Regions from separate parts of the Sus scrofa genome. Here region 2 is linked to region 1. The links are chromatin contacts, called in public promoter capture Hi-C maps. All regions are on one chromosome and are shown on one strand. The core of a region is the stretch at or near the end of the contact, and the rest is flanking DNA. Distances in the headings are between cores, read along the strand shown.

What was found. Promoter capture Hi-C pulls out the DNA fragments that hold promoters and counts their contacts.
Region 2: a contact with region 1 is called in a promoter capture Hi-C map of liver, with 7 times the contacts expected there. The contact joins the enhancer-like site here to the promoter of SOWAHC in region 1. A contact is called at or near these places in 2 of 5 promoter capture datasets (both in liver), 13 of 47 Hi-C or Micro-C datasets (alveolar macrophages, fetal liver, fetal skeletal muscle and 6 more) and 1 of 2 datasets of contacts at active chromatin or transcription factors (skeletal muscle).

The regions. Positions count from the first base shown.
Region 1 is chr3:46,545,945-46,548,644 of Sscrofa11.1, reverse strand. SOWAHC (ankyrin repeat domain-containing protein SOWAHC) reads right to left here and starts at 1,419. Exons shown (of 2, transcript XM_021088390.1): 1 at 1,342-1,419; 2 at 1-1,201. The coding sequence starts at 1,419. SEPT10 (septin-10) reads left to right here and starts at 1,968. Exons shown (of 11, transcript XM_021087089.1): 1 at 1,968-2,087. The coding sequence starts at 2,061.
Region 2 is chr3:46,639,246-46,641,945 of Sscrofa11.1, reverse strand. No RefSeq gene overlaps it. Among named protein-coding and RNA genes, the nearest start is that of ARID5A, 74 kb to the left of the region's middle. Within about 2 kb of position 1,330, at least 4 of the 83 cell types and tissues checked have an H3K27ac peak or open chromatin away from gene starts, as enhancers often do. A contact at or near this core is called in fetal liver and liver, where this site is marked.

The DNA of each region.
Region 1 (2,700 bases), core at 170-2,669:
TCTGGGTTCGGAAACGGATTTTGTTAAGTCTGGGCTTCATCCGCCCACTAGTGCTGCCTGAGGCTTTGCGACTTGGCTCCTTTGCTTTGCCCGCAGCCGGTCCCTCAGCCAGGTGGTGGTGGTGGTGGTGGTGGTGGTGGTGATGGTCCCCGCTGTCCTCCAGGGCGTGGGAGTGCCTGCCGGAGATGAGGTGCGATGGCAGCACCTTCGAGAGCCTCCAGCGCCCTCCCCCGCTGCCCACGTTGCTCTCGCCATCGTCCTCGTCCAGGGCGCCCACCAGGGTCCGGATCTCCTCGGCGGTACTCGGGCTCAGGTACTGCGAGGCCTTCCTGCCGCTGTAGTCGCGCACGTCTACGTCCGCGTCGTAGGCCCCGACCAGCAGCTTCACCACCTCCACGTGCCCGTGCATGGCCGCCAAGTGCAGTGCGGTGTAGCCACAGCTCGTGCGCGCGTTGATGTTCACCGGCAGCCGGTGCTGGCCCGCGAAGCGCACTAGCAGGGCCAGCAGCTCCTGCCGGCCGTGCTTGGCCGCCCAGTGCAGGCAGGTAAAGCCGGTGATGAAGTCGCGCTTGGCCAGCAGGCCGGGCTCACAGGCCAGCAGCCCCTCCAGGCTGTCCCAACGACCGTCGGCGGCCGACAGCATCCACGCGTGCTCCAGAGGGTCCAGCGTCAGCGCGCCCGCGCTCTCCTCCTCGGTCCCGCCGTCCGCGCCCCCCGGGCCGCGCCGCAGCTGCGGTGAGCCTCCCGCCGCCGGGTCCCGGGGCGCCGGGCGGCCCGGCCGCGGCCCAAGGGGCGCATCACTCGGCGCCTCGGGCCTCCCGCCTTCCTCCGCGGGGCCCCCGCGGGGCCGCCTCCCGAGGGGCGCGCTCGGGATGCCGTCCGCCGGGTCTGAGGGGTCGGTATCCACGTACCCCGGCTCCCTGAGACGGCCGCGGGCGCCCGCGCGCAATTCGGGAGTCCCGCCCAGGGCGCCTCCGACGGGTTGCTCCAGCTCGGCTGGCGGGGCCGGGGGTCCGCACTCCGCCGGGCTCTCCATCCCCGCCCGAGTACCTGGCTTGCTAACCACCAACTCGGCCCGCTGCTCCTGAGAATCCTCGCGCGCCCCGCAGCGGCGGACTAGCTGCCACCGCCCCCAAGCCGCGCCCGCGGGCACGCCTCCGCCTGCCGGCCCCGCCCACTTCCGGCCGTCCCCGCGGGCCGCCTCTCAAGTCCGACGGGCCCCGCCCCGGTCCGTCCCCAAGAGGCCGGGATCTGTGCTCTAGTCCCACATGCCACGGCCCACCCGCTTCCGGTTCCCGAGCGGGTTTTAGTGACCGTTCCTTCCAGGGAACACGCCCTGACCCCGCCCACTTCCGGTCCCCGCGCGGGCCGCAATCTGTGCTCAAGCCCTGCCTCGGCGATGAGGAACCGTGGCGGCATTTTTGCGGGTCTTTTTCCTCAGGTCCTGAGTGTGCTCCATCCCCTCCTCTGCACTGACTGGTCAACTTCTAAAATGTCCGGGCTCTTCTGTAACAGGCCCACTTCGCGTGCGCGTGGCCTGCCGCGGCCCCCAGCCCACTGAGGCCACTGGACCTCTCCCCTCGGATCCCCTCCCCTCACCTCCTGGACCCCGCCCAGCCCCTCGCGTCACTGAAGCTACTGGACCCCTCTCCTCCCTCCATCCCGGGCTCCGCCCCTTTCCCCGGTCCCCTGCGCCATTCCGCCCGGCCCCCCCGCATCACTGAGGCCGCTGGACCAGTCTGCGGCCATCCCCGCCCCGCCTCTCCCTCCCGGGCCCCGCTCCTCGCCCCGCCCCCCGCGCCATCCGGCCTTGCCCCTCGGAGTCCCTGAGGCCACTAGACCCGCTTCGGCCATCCCCTCCCCGCCCCTCCCGGGCCCCGCCCCTCGCCCCACCCCCGCGCCATCCGGTCAGCTCCTCGCGTCACTGGGGCCGCTGGACCCCGCCCCTCCCGGCCCCTCCCGCCCCGCCCCTAGCGTCCCTCTGCCGCCGGCCGCCTAGCTCCGCCGGGAGCTGCCGCCGCGCCTCCCTGGCCCTCCGCCCGCCCAGCCCCGCCCGGACCATGGCCTCCGAGGTGGCGCGGCACCTGGTGAGTCCGCCAAGCCTACCCCACCCACCCCTGGACCCCCGCCCTCTTGTCTTGGCCCGCGGTCTGGCTGCCTCGGCGGGGCAGAACCGCTCCCTCCCCCCGGCCCCTCCCGGCTCTCGGCGGCCGGGGCTTTGCGGGGCTTCCCGTCGTCCCCGAAGTTGAGTCTGCAAGGAGGACGGTTTCTGTAACGGTCCCGGACGGACGAGAGCAGGGTGGACCCCTGACCCTGCGCGCTGGGCTCGGCCTCCCTGGCCCCAGTTAGAGCGGGTGTGGACCTCCTTGGGATTGGAGCCTTTTTTTCCCGCCTGGCGCCCTTGTGCGTTAAGAGAGCACGTGTGACTAATTTGTTCGGCGTCCTCTACCTTTTACGTTCCTTTGTACACTGACCTCATTTCAGAGTTAGCCCGGGGCTGGCATGGCAGTGCCAGAGTAGTGCCTGGCGATGCCGCTTCAGAGTAAGCCAGTTACGTTCATTGCATGGAGTTTTCCAGATGCCACGCGCTGTGGAAGGACCGCACCACTCTGAGGGCTGTGTATTTTGAAAGTTTTATTTTAACTTATGATGCTGTAACTCTCATGGTTGTATTCTGTGTAAAGAAAAGCTCTTTACGGC
Region 2 (2,700 bases), core at 81-2,580, 93 kb before region 1:
TGGACGGCTACCTGAGATGCTGTCTCCTGGGCTTAAGTCCTAATTTTGCCCCAAATAAAACTTAACTCTCAACTTTCAGGGTGTGCATTTTTTTCTGTCAATGATCGACAATCGTATCCACCACTCTCTCTTCCTCACTCCAGTCCCTGGACCCCCTAGGGCATGTGGAAGTTCCCAGGCTAGGGGTTGAATGAGAGCCTGCATCTGCTGGCCCATGCCACAGTCACGGCCACAGCAACGTGGGATCAGAGCCATGTCTGCGACCTATACCACAGCTCACAGCAACACTAGATCCTTTAACCCACTGCACGAGGTCAGGGATTGAACCCGCTTTCTCATGTCAGGTTCGTTTCTGCTGAGCCACAGCAGGAACTCTTGCACTCCATTCTTAAGTGTGAGTGCGCTACGTAATGAGAGACTGGCCCCAGGAGAGGGGCTGAGGGCAGGCACCCCTGACCAGGGCCAGGAGGGAGCTGCCTGCCAAGGAGACGCTTGGTTTTATTTTGTTGGGAGTTTTTTGGCCGTGCCTGTGGCAGGCTAAAGTCTGAGGGCCAGGGATCAAATCCAGGCTGCTACCATGACAAGACCAGGTCCTTAACCCACTGCACCATAAGGGAACTGCGAGACTATTAGATAACCCACAGCTTCTGCATCCAGGCCACCAGTGGGTGCTCAGAACACATGCCTGGAGAGAATCTATTTTATAAATGAAGTAAAACACATAGTGAAAAAGTGGAGAATAAAAAAGAGGTGATTGATGTTTGTGGGAAAAGCACTGTGGAGGGGGATCCATCCCGGTCTCCCTCTGACTCATCAATCCTACCCTGATCTCTGGGACTAAGTGGGTGAGAAAAGGTGCCCTCTGGGGACAATTCTGTGACTTATCTTTGCTGAGGTCTCCTACTGGTCCCAGTTACTACAAATCCCCAGCATGCCCCTGCACAATCTTTTGCATCCGTGCTTTGGAAAGAAATGCCATGTTTCCTGTTTCACAAGCCCCAGGGGTAGATTTCTTGACAAGGTAGCTTGTAGCTACTGAAGAAATGTTTGCCTCTTTTGGAGGTAGCAGTCAAGCGAAAATGCTGAAATGAGGATGGAAAAGAACCCATTTCCACAGCAGGATAAAACATCCTTTTTAATATCCTCCAGTCTCCACACAAAAATCTTCCATGAAGAAGTATTAGTAATGAAATGAACAAATATTTCAGGCAGTTAGTCCAGCATTGCGATCACTCCTGTTTTGTTTGGGAGCAGCCGACGTGCAAGCTCACTGCCTGTGCACCAGCCCTCCCCCAGCATATGTGACCTGGCCAGTGTTTACCAAATGCAAGCAGGGCACCAGGGCCAGAAGGGCACAGGCCACCTCTAGTGACAACAAAGGAGAGGGGACACAGTCTCCTACTACAGGGTCCCAGATTGAGGAATGCCTCCAGTGTTCTGAGGACAAGAGCAGCATGTCACCTTGGTGAGAATTTAACATCTTTGGCGTTCGCCACACCTCTGAAAACTAGAGAGGCTGGATTCAATGGCGGGTTTCATCCCATCAGAACTTTAGACAATGACAGTTTTCGTTAGTGTCTGGATCCCTGGCTTGAGAATTTACATCTGGGACGTCAAATTCTTACTGATCTTGAATTTAGTGGGGGAACTGCTTCATCTCATTGTTAGAGTATGTTTGTTAGACTCACCTGTGGGGCTTTTAAAGGACTCAGATATCTAGGTCTCACCCCTCCCCCAAGATATTTGGTTTCAGTTTGCTTAGAGCCCAGGCATTGCTAGTTTTTTTTAAAGCTCCTCAGGAGTTCCTGTTGTGCCTCAGTGGTTAACACACCTGACTAGGATCCATGAGGATTCAGTTTCAATCCCTGGCCTCACTCGGTGGGTTAAGGATCCGGCATTGCTGTGAGCTGTGGTGTAGGTCACAGATGCAGCTCACATCCCACATTGCTGCAGCTGTGGCTGTGGTGTAGGCTGGCGGCTATAGCTCCAATTCGACCCCTAGCCTCAGAACCCGCATAAGCCATGGGTGCAGCCCTAAAAAGACCAAAAACAAAACAGAACAAACAAACAAACAAAAAACCCTAAAAACAAAAACAAAGCTCCTCAAATGATGTGACCAACAAGGACTTCATTTCCAAAATATGCAAACAGCACAGACAATTCAATAACAACAACAAAGCAATCAAAAAATGGGCAGAAGACCTAAATAGACACTTCTCCAAAGAAGACATAGAGATGGCCAACAGGCACATGAAAAGATGCTCAATATCACTAATCATTAGAGAAATGCAAATCAAAACAACAATGAGGTACCGCCTCATAGCGTCAGAATAGCCATCATTAAAAAGCCTACAAATAACAAATGCTGGAGAGGGTGTGGAGAAAAGGGAACCCTCCTACACTGTTGGTGGGAATGTAAAATGATGCAGTCACTTTGGAAAACAGTATGGGGCTTTCCTAAAAAACTAAAAACAGAGTTGCTATACCATCCAGCCATCCCACTCCTGAGCAAATATCCAGAGAAAACTATATAATTCAAAAAGACACATGTACTCCAATGTTCATTGTAGCTCTATTCACAATAGCCAAGACATGGAAGCAACCTAAATGTCCATCGACAGAGGAGTGGATAAAGAAGATGTGGTACATATACGCAATGGAATATTACTCAGCCACAAAAAGAACAAAATAATGCCATTT